Linked DNA regions of Gossypium hirsutum: regions 1, 3 and 4 are each linked to region 2. The links are chromatin contacts, called in public Hi-C maps. All regions are on one chromosome and are shown on one strand. The core of a region is the stretch at or near the end of the contact, and the rest is flanking DNA. Distances in the headings are between cores, read along the strand shown.

Region 1 (3,394 bases), core at 299-2,798, 420 kb before region 2:
ACATTGTCTTCCATCCCCATTGAATGATGTGAAACACTCTCAGCCTTCCCACTTGGCCCGAGTGGGCTTGGTCTATCCCTTGGCTTTCTATCCCATATTCCAGACCTAGCCTTTCGTGGGGATGACACTGGAAAAACCCCATTTGACCAAATGTCTGCATTTTGATTGTGGTTGGGAACAAGGGATCCAGACACTTCATGTGCATCTTCTCTACCAGGAGACCTCTCCACAGTTTGTATCAAAGATATCACGGGACCCGGTGGTGGAGTCTTAGCCTGACATGCATTTTTCAAGATTGAACGTATCAACTGATTATGCAGTGACAGATTCTGCCTCCCAATAATGCAGTAACACGACTTATCAAACTCGCATTTACTGAGCTTCTGGCTTAAAAACCTACTCAAATTATAAAAGTACCTTTTTGACCTCTCAGCTCCAATCTTCTTCACTATCTGAGCTTTCAGTTCACCTAAGTCAATTCTGGAGCCCTGCTGGGATTGCATTGCTCGATAAACAGATTCCTACACCATTCACAGAACTACAAAACCACTGAAACCCGTTTCCAAACCCAATTTACAGTTTTCTCCAACACCAAACAAGTCCAAATCCGCTTTGCATACCTTACAATGCCAACCAAACTCTCAGTCTATGCATATAGAAAGTAAAGCAGTAAGCCTGAAAATCCTAGAGAGAGACCAAAAAAAAAAAAAAAGAACCCAAGAGTTTCCAAGGTGGATAGAATTATTGCAGTTTCCAAACATGCCGAAATTGACCCAAGTTGAAACCATACAATGTAAACCCAAATCTCATTTTTGCAGAACCAAAACCCTAAGGATCAAACTCCACTTTAGTAGTTGATAGAAACCCCACTAAACAAAGCCGAAATTCCATAACGAATCAAAACCCTAGAGTTGGAATCAACGAAACTCAAAAGAAACAAGAGAGCGTCGTCTCAACCCCGCGAACCGTAAACTAAAATCACCGCAGCAATTAAAACCTACAAGATAATTTTTTTAATTATAGGCAATGAAAAAAGAGTTCGGAATTGAAAATATGAAGTTGGGAGGAATGAGATCAGTGGAGCTGGTAGGATAAGAGCAGAGCACAGTGCAGGAATTACAGAGGCAAAAAAGTAGAATGAACACCGAAAAACAAGCTCCAAAGCAATGAAAAAAATAGAAGGGTTAAAAGATTGATAGCTGACCTTGGACAACTTGCTTGAAGAATTGCATAGAAATCGAGTGCCACTGAGTTGTTGTTTAGGGGATGGATTGATGGCAGGCAGCCTCGATTTTTTTCTTCTTCTTTATTTACAATAATTTGTGTGTGTAATTGAGAATGACTGCATTTCCTCCCAAAATTTTCGAGCTTTCCCTTCTTCTTGATTTGGTATTATTATTTCAGCTCCTCTCTGTTTTGTTTTTGTGTTACTAGATCGATCGATCGCTAGCCCACTGCTGCTATTTTAGTTTCTATAAATGGTTTAATTTTCTTCCAGTCCTTGTAGTAGTTAGACTTTTGAAATTTAGTCTTTATTCTTTTAATTTTAGGATTTTAATCCCTCGGTAGATTTATAAATTAGCTTTCTGTTCGGATTAATACTCTCAAAAGGAAAGGAAAAATAATCTTATTTGGATACTTAAAATTAGTAAAGAAAAGTGATGTAATTTTTGTATAAAGTTTTACCAATTTTTATTTAAATAAACAAATAATATTAAATTTTTTTTTGCAATTATAAGTTTTTTTAAGAAAAACCATGTTAAAAGTGATGAGGACAAACTATATACTCTACATTGTAAATGATTATAAAATTTTGTTTGATTTCCTTTCCCTAATATTTCCACAAGTTGAGGTAAATTTTGAAGAAAAGAAAGGGATACTCAACTTGGTTAACTTTTTTATAATTTGAATTAAAAATTTTATCAATTTTGTTTCCCCTCTAATATCAATCCAAGTTCAATTGAAAACACAATTAATAGGCTCCCCTTGTGAACTCATTCAAATTATCAATTGTCTAATTCAGACGATAAGAGAATAAATTCTTGACAGTAAAAGCAAAGGGACTAAATTTAAAAAATTATAAAGAGTACATAGACTGAGGGCATAATTAGACGTATTAAAATCCTATTAAATGCATGTCTGTCTTCTTTATCGCTCTTTCTCATCCTGTTTTCTTTTTCTTCGTAAATTTATTTTCTATTTTGCAAATATTTGTTTTGAGAATTTGGGCTATAACATGCATATGTGAAACTGAAAAAAATCAAGAGTGGTAATTTCCTCCTGTTGTATTGGACTAGTTTAATGCTCATCCTCATTTACCAAGTTGGCCAGATAGCAGAATTGGGTTTGATGAAGCAAGGGTGTATGCATCAGACGATAAAAACGTTGAGCAAACAAAGAGCCTTGGATTAGATGATGTTATTAATTAACCTTTCTGCATCCCAAAGAGGTAATCACAATGAACACAAATTCCGACATTTAGGAAAAAGGAAAATTATCCTAAATCTATACTACTACTATAAGCCGATTGATAACAATATTAATATTAATATCCGGGGTGATTGTTCGTCATTATAACTCCTTTTTTTCTTGGAGGGGAAATAACATCCATCTTTAAACGGTGTAATGCTGCTGAATGTTATCGATATCAAGCCCCTTGAGCTTAACGACTGATTCAACATGCCCCTTCAGTGTATTCAGCTCCCTCAGCCTACACCATGAAATCCCCATTTCATTAAACATCTCACTTCACATATTTTGCAAGAAAATATTATTAGATATCTCACCTTGCAACCTCAGCCCTGCGCTTGGCCTGCTCTGCGATTTCTGAAAGTTCCCTGTAACTGCTCCTTTCATTGAAAATGCTTGTGGTTTCAGGTGGTTGAAGGCCATGCAGAGTCCTCTGCGCAGCTGCCCATTGTGCTTCCCTTTCCTCTTTCCCGTAATCTTTCTTCGTAGTGAAGGCAGTCTGCAATGGTTTTCAATGAGACCCAAACATCAATCAAATCACCAAGAAATATAGGCAAATTTGCACAAAGGAGGACTCTAATCGTACCTTGTTCTCCAAAAGGTTATCCCAAGCCTTTCCACTAAGAACATAGCGGATTGCAAATTTGATAAAATCCAGTGGGATAAAAGTCACCACACTGTATAGCCAGATTACACCAGCCCATCCCCAACCCATACCTTTAATCCTTGCAAACCCCCAGTCTGCATACACAGCTATTAAAGTGGCCACCTGCCAAAAATCAAAGTGGGTCATTTATAATCATAAAATTAGTTAAATGGATATCTTATACGATTTAGTTAAATTTTCTTACCAACTGAGCAACTAGAAAGGCACTGACTAGTAGAAGTCCAGGGCGTTCAAAGTAGGACCAGCTGCGAGACCTTG
Region 2 (3,585 bases), core at 907-3,406:
AATTATTATTGATTTCTTATTTTGATTTTCCATTCATAATTATGCCATCGGCTTTGGCTTTGTTAGCTGTTTGTCAATTTGCATGTGCTTTCTTTTTTTCATTTTTGTTCAAAACGAGATCTTAAGGAGCGATGAGGCAACTGTGTTTAAAGATTAGATTCATTCTGTGAACTTTCGTATTTAGGATGAATGGTTTAAAATAAATTATGGCGAAATTTCGTAGTGGCAAAGGATTATAAAAGAAAGTAGGTTACAGATGATGATATTCATTTTCTGCAACCATCCATGATTGAGAGAGTTGAGACATACAAAAACAGAAAGAGGCCCAGTTTTAGGCTAGAGCATATAAATTCCTTATTATCTATGAGAAGATGACCCATTAAATTCCCCAAACTATTCCAATTTAAAACATATACTACCAAACTTAACCACTGACTAATACTAAAAACAAAAAGCATGCTTGGGGACATTGGATTTTGCATTGTCCATTAGTACGTGGGCCAATAGTTATCCAAGTCCATGCAATGGTCCATGCTCAAGTATCTGTTGGTCGGCCCATTTGCATTCTGAGTGGTGATCTCTGCACCATAGCCACCCTCCGCGCCAAAAGTAGCGGTGTTCATCAAAGAGGGCGTAACGTCTTGGTGCTGCAGCATTGGTGGAGGTTGGGGAGGTTGCATTGGTCGCATCACAGGCTGCGTGGAGCCTCCTCCAAGATTTAAATTTAGTCCGGATATAGTAAACCCTCCTGGAACTGGATAGTTGATTTGGGATGGAATAGGTAGATTGGCACTACAGCTAGGACCACCCCTTAGAACCCTTGAAAGTTCCGCTCCCATAGACAAGTGATAGTTCTCCGCCTGCATCATTGGTAACAGACTTCCTCCTCCTATATCTAAATTGTAGGGATTCACTGCAGCTCTGGATTGATTTGAGGCTGACGGATACTTCTTCAACCCCGCACTCTTCTGAAACACGCGGCAGACCACCCATTCCTCCTGCTGAAGTTACAACGGGCATGGCATGGACTTTATTAATGTCAGATTAGGAATTGAACTGATATAATATTAGGTAATTAATGAATATATAGTAAAATCAAAAGTAGCAGATGGGCAGATGGTGAAGGGGGTCCGTACCTTGTTAGTTCTAAAAGATGATTTAGAGTGAATACGGTACTCATGCATGACCCAATTGGTTTTCTCCCCTCTAGGAGCTCTCCCTCGGTAAAACACTAAGGTCTTCTTCATCCCAACCAACTCTGATGTGACTCTACTGTTACTGTTGAAGATCTCCTTGTCCTTTCCCGTGGTCTTCCAGTAACCTGTGTTGGTTGCTCGGTTTGTTCTTACACCAGTTGGGTATTTTCGATCGCGAAGGCTGAAAAAGTACCACTCTTTTTCTCCCATTTTTGCCTTCCCTGTTGATCACTCCAGATTAGGGTTTGGTAAGATCCATCATATATACAATATCAGTAGTCAGCTCATCTCATACAATAATTATTATATATATATGCAAAGATTATCTCTTTGTTTCTTAAAGAATATACATATATATACATACATGTAAGTATAATATGCTAGAAGAAATGATAATGCAAGTTTATCCATTAATTCAAGCTTCTTAATTTGAAAAGCAGTAGGTAAACCAAAAAAAGCAATTTACACTGCAACTCTAATTTTGTCGTAAACTTCCTTTTTCTTTAATAAAATATTTTTCCTGAGATTAAAGAAAGCAAGTTATGTATAGAACTTACCTATGTTGATAGCTGCAGCCTTTCCATATTGGAAGAAAGAACATAAATATAACTGAATTTGGCCTTTTCATAATTTGTTTCAGAAGACTAAACATGATTCAAAGATGCGAAACGTATGAAGGTATGGATCTATATATTTGTTTTATGGAGAAAGTAAACAAAGGAAATATAGGTAGGTTAAAGTACCAGGAAGGTCCCAGGGCTCGCATTTGTTGAGATCAACGTCGGCAATTGCTCTTCCAGTGAAGTTAGCATCTGAAATCTTGTTTACAAGATAGAAAGTGATGAGCTCTTCATCAGTTGGATGAAACCGAAATCCTGGTGGCAACGTTTCTTCCTTTCCCTTATCTCCTTCCATTCTTATTTTTTCCTTTCAATAATTTCTGCTTTTCTTCTATTTAATTTGCTCCTGTATAAAATATATAATATTGTAAAACAAATTGAAAAAGAAAAAAAAACCAATAGGCAATAGACAAAGGAGGAAGCAAGCAAGGAGAAGTAAAAAGAGTACGGCGATTAATTTCCTTCCCAAATAACAGAAATGAAGCAAGCAACGTTGAAAACCTAAGTAGCTTACTTGCAAACAAGATAAACAAAAACAAAAAGAAACAAGTATTGAATAACAAATTCTTCGATTAGGTTTCGCTGCTTATATATATATATATATATCATAAACAAAAGTGTTTTAAAAAAAAAAAGAATAGAAGGCAGCTGGTTGGTTTTCTTACTTTGCTAGCAATAGCATGCACAAGAAAGAAAGAAAGAAAAGGAAGGATTTAAACCATATATCATGATTCTTGCAGGGTGTGTATCTATGAAGCTCTCACCTACTATGGGTCTTCACTTTGAAGGTACACTATATATTTTGTCCACGTCCTTTATATTTTATTTATTTATTTACTATAATCTTTTTATTTAATTCTAAAATAACAATATGCTTAGTCATATAAGAAATCCCTTTTCTGATATTTACGCCATTGCCCTCTTGTCCTGGAGCTTAGATCCAGTCAAATTAGCTTGTTTTTCTACTGCTCACAAGTAAATGAATATTTCTACCAGAACCAATTTTATATATTTGCTGGCTAGAGCAAACGAAGTTCAACAAGTCGTGTGTGTATATATTTATCTTGGTTATGGTTATGGGATGTAGCATCTCTATAATTAAGCAAGATAAATGATGGAAATTAGACAATGCACTCACTCACTCACTCAGCAGCTGCTATTAATATAAACAGCATGTTTGTTTATATTATAATTAATAATATGTGTAACAAAGACACGTGATGATCCATCTCCTTTGAATTGTTTAGACTAAGGGGCCAGGGGTGTTCCTGGGTCGACAACCGCTGCCATAGAAAAATGAAGGAATCAAGGAAATATCCAACATTTATTAGACCACTCTCCTCGATTCCCTTCATTTCTCCCACTTCTGCTGCTCATGTTTCGCCTCCTTTGCTTTTTATGTGCATACATATATTAGGTTTATGGTTTTTGTTAAATTACTTGTTCAAATAGAATTTAACTCTTCATCTTCAATCATATTGTTATTCCTCAGTTATAAATTAAGATTTTGAGCTCATTTTATATTATTTTTATATATATGAAGCTTGCATTCACATATTCAGCACGACTCTCCAATACGTGTTGGCATTCTCTAAAGTTGTTAAAAATAATTTCACGACGACTTTTGTTTTATTAAAATCAACGTATGCATATATGGAGGGTAAAACTTTCGAGAAGAATGATTGAAGGATAATGATAAAAGTAAAAGGCAGTAGAGATAACAGGAGATTCATGGTTGGCAATGGCATGCTACTTGTCAAACACTTCAA
Region 3 (3,163 bases), core at 256-2,755, 370 kb before region 2:
TGTCTTTGATAACCTGATCATATATAACATAAAATTGAGAATCAATTTATGGCGTGCTATTTCTTTGAATCTGAAACAACTCAGTCACCTGTGACATTAAACCATGGGCTTGCTCTACTGTTATCTTTGAACTATCTCTCGTAATCTTACCAAGATGTGATTCTTCCTGGTATCTGACATTGTATATTTAGTCATTTGTCCTTGAAATAGATTGAGAGAACGTAGAAATGACAAAGATAATACCGACCTTCTTTCGAGAGGTCCCCAGGGGACCAATACGAGAATGTGTCAAATGATTCTCTGCTTGCTCCAGCTTTTCAGCTGATGGAAATAAACAACAAAGTTGGTCACAATTTCATGTGCATATACTATGTGCACAAGAAAGAAATACCTAAATCTGAAAGTTGTCCAGCAACATAATCTCCATTGCCAAGAAGAGGTGAAGAAGAAAGGGTATTGACCCAGTACTTGTTCCATAACAAATCCAAGAGATGACAATCAAGAGAGGACTTGAAATAAGTGATATTCAAAGCATAATACTGCAAGAAAAAAGACATAGTAAGTGAGAGGAGGAGCAGTCCAGGAAAAGAAAATTAAAAGTGAAAGATTATATGATAACGACCTGTTTACAGTGGACGCCAAAGTCTTCGATTTTGTTGAGAGGAATGGTTTGGTACTCTGAGATGGGATCATCAGTAGGTTTATAACCTTCAGGGTATGTCCTGAAAGCACCAATGTCGACTTTTCCAGCAGAAACAGTCCTGGTTGGATCAATTACAACCGCCAGGAAAGGTTCCTGAAATTGCTGGTTAAGCATTTGGGTTGAAACATCGATTCCAGAGAGCCAGCAACCGTACCCTGGATGAGAATGGTACCATCCAACAACATTCTCTAATCGACCAGCCTATGAACCAACAGAAACCATTTTCATATGTAAGACAGACAACATGTTATCATGCATGTATGATTTTCATTACAGGGTATGACTGACAACAAATGTTAAAAAGAAAGGAGGACCTGCTTGTTGGTCTGGGAATAATCGACCATATACTCGTAGGCATCGGCCTGAGCATTGACCCTGGTTTCTGTGCCTTCAACAGGCAAAGCAAAGGCGTCCATGACAATGATGGCATCGCCACCGGTCTTGCCTTGCATGAGGCCCATGACCTCAATGGTGCCACCAGAGCGGGCGTGGATGACCATCTTGAGGAGAGCGAGGGCGGAGATCTTAACGCGTTTGAAAAAGTGGGGATCATTGCCCCAAGGCTTGGCTTTGAGGGACATGGCTTGAGCCACCTCGTCGTAGTAAAATATGAAGTCGGATGAAGGGTTAGGCGCTTCCACTGCTAGTATATTGTTCTCTAACTCCCACGTTTTCTGGGCTATTGCGGAATCCATTCTTCTGTACTTGCACTCGCACTCGCAACTTACTGACCCAAGGCCATTCCCATGCCCATGCTTTTTCTTTTTCTATATATCAACCTACCTGAAAGAAAGGGATCGAAACTGTCGCCTGTTTTAGTCCCGTTATTATCGGTTGCCCCCAAAACTTTTGGTTTTTAATGGGCTTGGCCTTTTATGTTGTACTTGCTCCTAATTATTATTGATTGCATAATCAAAATCTGACGATGCGGTGCATACAAAAGCTTTGCTCAATGACTGAAAGAAACACAAATTACCAGCAACATTGCATTTTCAGACAAAAATTTTATGTTCGGCCCTAAAAAGATTAGTTTTCGTTAATAGACTTTCTAAAAAAATATGAATATGTATCATGTTTCATCTTTAAAAATTGGACATGGAGGATGCGTTTTCATGTACTTGGCCATGTCCATTGCTTCACCTACAATATCCGGCAGCAATAACAACTTAATCAAGCCTAATATTTAGGCATCAGCAATTGGTATCACATTTTTATTTACTACACGAGTGGGAATGAAATAAACCATAACAGTCAAATAAATCAGTAAAGTTTTGGTCAAATTGAACAGATCATCAATTTTCAAATTGATTGGTCCGACCAGTTTATCTCATTTAATCAAATAAATCATTAAAAAAATCATAAAATGAAAAACATTAGAAAATAAAAATAATTAATTTTTTAACCCAATTCAAATAGTTTCAAATAGTTCATTATTCAAGTTCAATACTCGAGTAGTTCCAATCTAATTGATCGATCCAACTTAAAAGACACTACAAACCATATAATAAAAAATTGGCATCTACAAAATTTATTTCTAATGATAGGGAGCCAAAGGAAACAATTTTTATATCCATTTATGGCTCACATATCTTACAAGTGTTTAGTTTTTCTTCCTAACATCTTCCACTTAAGTATAACAAACATTTAAATAAAGAAGCATTCTTAGACCATATGTGAGAGTTTTTTTTTTTTTTATTTGAGCCAAAGAAGAAGAAAAAAAAAGTATCTACAAATGGAAAATCGTAAGAGAAATGTGGATACCAAACACTATGTAACAACAAAAAGTCATTTTCAGGCATATTAATATAACAGTATGACTGTATGAGAAATAAAAAACTATGATGGCGACTTCTCAACTGGCAATTATCAACCATATACGAATAATTTAACTTTAAATTCCACTTCTTTGAAATTCAAATCTAACCACAACCATAAGAAGTTCAATCATATATTCTTTTCACATGTTTTCAAATCTAAAACTATCTGCTGGCCCTGCACCAATGTGTCTAATTTGCTTTCCACTTCTACACGATTAACGCTTCGCTTCAATTGTCATAAAAGCGGGAGCGACGTCTTGGTGAACTGTAAAATCATGAAAAACCAGAAATTAAACTTCCGAGGAAAATAAAATCATGAAACTAGATACTGAGGTTGCGTAACCCTAACAAGCTAGGCATGTCAACATAACAACTGCGTTGCGTCGACTTCTATAGCTTTCACTGCTCACTTTTACTCATGGACGATGATGTTGAAGAAGAAAGAAATCTACAACATATAATGTGGACCTATCGCTCAGTAGCCAACAGCAATGATGCATGAAAAATCAAGCTAGTTTACATAGCATGCAGCTACACCATGCACAATTATGAAGCTGAAACAAATTCTATCATTTATGGTACTAGTTGCATCACAAATTTGTTTCATTCCGAACTTCTCTTTAGATACCATGGCTAACCGCAG
Region 4 (3,342 bases), core at 496-2,995, 340 kb before region 2:
TTATATTACTTTCAAAATTTTGTGCGACAAATATATTATGTCATGTCAACTTGTTATTTTCATAAAATTCTCTTAGGAAAACTATGATATTTTAGCTAATCAATTAATGTCTATTGTTTTAGTCGAGATTGAAATTTCAAACTTTTTAAAAAAATTAGAAATGATCAAATTGGAGAATAGACAACTAATAGTAGAATTTTGCCTAATAAATTTAATTGATACCGTTTGTGTCCAGACTAGAGTTTCAAAATTCCAAAAATACATAAATTAAAAATGATCAAGTAATAATAGAAGGACTCCATCAATAATTTATGCATAGTATAGGGGATAATAGCAAAATGTGACCAATACTTTCAGTGAGAAAATATGTTCCAAATTATTTGAGTTAATTAGATAGAGTTGAGCAAGTGAATCAATTAAAAGAAATTTCGAGCATCAATTAGCTCTCCAAATATCTCATATATATAATCAATATTCTCATTTTGTCTATTTGTCAATTGATTGTTCTCTCTTTAAGATTAATTTAAAGAGGAATATTTTTAAGTTTAATCCTTTGGGATAATTCCTTTTTTATTTATTCTCAACTTCTCCTTCATTTTATCAGACTTGGTGTATGTGATCATGCACTAGAAACTGTTATTAGTTTGAAAAGAAAATAGTTGTGTAATTTTCCAATGTATTTATTAGTTTTAGAATGCAAACTGGTTAACAAAATCATTCTTTTTCTCAATTAAATTTGTTAGTTTATCGAAACCCATGTAGCCATTATTTCAGAATAGAATAGATTATCTACTAGGAGATAATATTTTGTTAATTTTTACAGTTGAATTTATTTTCCATATTTATATTTACAATCTTAAAATTAACCCTTTCGAAATCAAAGTTTTGTGTGATGATTAAAAGAGTATATGTTTGATGAAATTTAGCAGCAAATGGTAAGAAGAAATGATAAACTGATTATGCGGGGCTCACACTTTTTAGCTGTCATGTCTCTCGACAAAACAACTGCTGCAGGCTGACATGGCATAAAGTTGTGATGCAATCTTAAACTGCTGTCAACTCCATGACTTCATTATTATTAAAGATCGCAAATATGTACATACGGACATCAAACAAAGCAAGCCATAAATACATACACAACACAGACACTAACTAGTCCACTTTATTATACCAACTAGCTATAGCAGGTCGTAAAGAGGAGAGACCTGCTAAAATCCTAGTGGAACCGATTTTAAACACACACACACACACACACACTATGGTATATATATATATTGGCCTAACATATGAAATAAAAGCAGCCTCAGAAACGGGGGAGAAAACAGAGATCGAGCTGAAGGCTGCAGTGCATATACTAAGGTACGTAGCTTACATATCCCTTACGTGGAAGACATTGGGATTCTTAACGACAATGTCATACATGTGAACGGAGCCGAACTTGGAAAAGTCCTTAGGAAGTGAAATGAGGTCAATGGAAGAGTGCTTGTGGTATTGATAGAAGTCAGGGTCACCCCCGTAGTACCTCTCCCACCCCAATCCTCTCAATATATTCTCAAGAGATGAGTAGGATGATACTGCCTCACCTGATGGTAAGTGTACCAACACCCTTCTCTTCGGACTGCTTTCCAACCGGTATACACCATTGTTAAACACCCACACTCCTGACATTTTTGTTTTGTTTTTCTTTTCTATAAAGGGGAATTAAGAAGAAAGAAAACTACTGTAGGTTGTTGGTGGTGAGGGAAGAAGGGGAGGTGATGGGGTCTATATATATACATAAATAAATGTGTGTGTCGAGGGGGACACATTAAAACAAGAGGAGCATGAAATAATGATATGGAAAGGTAAAGAAAGAAGAGTTGATGATGGACATGTTTGGTTTTGGTAGAGAATCCAGATATTGTGGGAGACCATGGGTTTAAATAACAGGGTACATGGATGCCTTTAGGATGTAATTTAGGGTACACATACCATCCGTGGGGGTGTGGTTTTAGATTGACAAAGAATCTAATTTTTCTTATTTATAATAATATATGTATATGTATGTTATGTAAGTTTTCATTGCTTTTAGAGCATGGAATCTTGTTTTATGTTATATAATAGGGTGACTCACTGGAATCGTTTTGAAAAGTATGGCAGTGGAAGGTATGTCTGCATATTCTATCGCTGGTTGAAGCCAGCTCACTTATTATTAACATCACGAGATGTCCACGTGAAAGAAAGCCGCACGCCGCACAATTTTTGTCCTTGGACTGATTTTGGTGGAAGGCAGAAGATACCCTACCCCCCCCCTTCCTTAGATTTCATTAAACATCAACTAATTATATTGCTACAAATAGGGTTTTGAGTTTTGATGACTGAAAAATGGCCATACTATCGAAAAGTTGATATTGGATTAACATAAACTTTTACTATTTTTATTTTGAAGAAGTTATAAATGAATTTTTGATGTAAAGAGACAAATTTCTATTCTTAAGAGGGTAGGACCCTTGCCTGTCCCACTACTAGATATCTATCCGCTCTAATTACCGTACTTGTATAAATATGATCCTACCAATAATGAATGAAAACTTGTGTGAACACCAGGAAATGGAAATCTAATTAATTAAAAACTAATGTTGATATAGATATTAAAGTCAATTCGAAAATCATTGGAGCCTAAAGCAGCAAAGTGAAAACAGGACCACAACATTACGTTTTAGTCATCTTTATATGAGAGACTAGAAATTTATCCTCAATGTTTTTAGTTGGTAAAAAATGCAACATAACCCACATGGCATCACATGGGGTAGCTAGCTGGATGGTCCTTCATGCCCGTCTAGTCAAATCTATCATTACCATGTACTTTGTCTTCGATATCCATCCTATGCTACATTATGAACTCTACTTTTCTTTTCCTTTCTTGTATTTTCCCCATTTACAGTTGTTTGGATAATTTTTTTATTCTGTGTAGGATTCATAAACTGTGACTATTATTTTTAATAATAATATTTTTTTTGTTAAGATGCTAGTACCTTATTATTACATTCAATATTTACTAATTTATTTAGATTTTCTTGAGAATTAAGACCAAGTCCAATTTTTATAAAATATTTTTTGAACTAGACTGTTAATTCAGAGCGCCATGAAATAACATTAACACATACATATTCATTTTGGAAAATTTTTCTTAAATTATTTTTTTAAAATTCTTTAAATAAAATAAATACAATATAAATTATATTTGTTACAAAATATTATTGAAAAATTATCTTTTAACAACCAAAATTTATCTAAAAATAACTATTTTATCTTATAAAAAGTTAATGGTAACAAATACCTAATTAAAATTCAAAGTTAAAT

The links. Hi-C and Micro-C count contacts between places; a contact is called where the count stands out from the background.
Region 1: a contact with region 2 is called in a Hi-C map of leaf, with 4 times the contacts expected there. The contact joins the promoter of LOC107902018 here to the promoter of LOC107902006 in region 2. A contact is called at or near these places in 2 of 34 Hi-C or Micro-C datasets (both in leaf).
Region 3: a contact with region 2 is called in a Hi-C map of leaf, with 3 times the contacts expected there. The contact joins the promoter of LOC107902015 here to the promoter of LOC107902006 in region 2. A contact is called at or near these places in 11 of 34 Hi-C or Micro-C datasets (callus, hypocotyl, leaf and 1 more).
Region 4: a contact with region 2 is called in a Hi-C map of leaf, with 2.5 times the contacts expected there. The contact joins the promoter of LOC107900430 here to the promoter of LOC107902006 in region 2. A contact is called at or near these places in 8 of 34 Hi-C or Micro-C datasets (hypocotyl and leaf).

What each region holds. Positions count from the first base shown.
Region 1 is chrD06:26,725,973-26,729,366 of Gossypium_hirsutum_v2.1, forward strand. It overlaps LOC107902018, which reads right to left and starts at 1,549. Exons shown (of 4, transcript XM_041095435.1): 1 at 1,205-1,549; 2 at 1-620. The coding sequence starts at 503. It overlaps LOC107902016 (plasma membrane ATPase 4), which reads right to left. Exons shown (of 16, transcript XM_016828230.2): 13 at 3,321-3,394; 14 at 3,056-3,238; 15 at 2,787-2,968; 16 at 2,386-2,710. The coding sequence ends at 2,614.
Region 2 is chrD06:27,148,173-27,151,757 of Gossypium_hirsutum_v2.1, forward strand. It overlaps LOC107902006 (protein CUP-SHAPED COTYLEDON 1), which reads right to left and starts at 2,157. Exons shown (of 3, transcript XM_016828203.2): 1 at 1,940-2,157; 2 at 1,137-1,417; 3 at 229-1,001. The coding sequence starts at 2,111. The coding sequence ends at 489. It overlaps LOC107902005 (a long non-coding RNA gene), which reads left to right. Exons shown (of 4, transcript XR_005914582.1): 4 at 1-19.
Region 3 is chrD06:26,779,255-26,782,417 of Gossypium_hirsutum_v2.1, forward strand. It overlaps LOC107902015 (COP9 signalosome complex subunit 5b), which reads right to left and starts at 1,506. Exons shown (of 6, transcript XR_001685551.2): 1 at 1,018-1,506; 2 at 623-904; 3 at 392-539; 4 at 248-321; 5 at 89-173; 6 at 1-13. It overlaps LOC107902014, which reads right to left. Exons shown (of 3, transcript XM_041095444.1): 3 at 2,588-2,785. The coding sequence ends at 2,749.
Region 4 is chrD06:26,805,220-26,808,561 of Gossypium_hirsutum_v2.1, forward strand. LOC107900430 (flowering-promoting factor 1-like protein 2) reads right to left here and starts at 1,746. Exons shown (of 1, transcript XM_016826029.2): 1 at 1,070-1,746. The coding sequence starts at 1,668. The coding sequence ends at 1,369.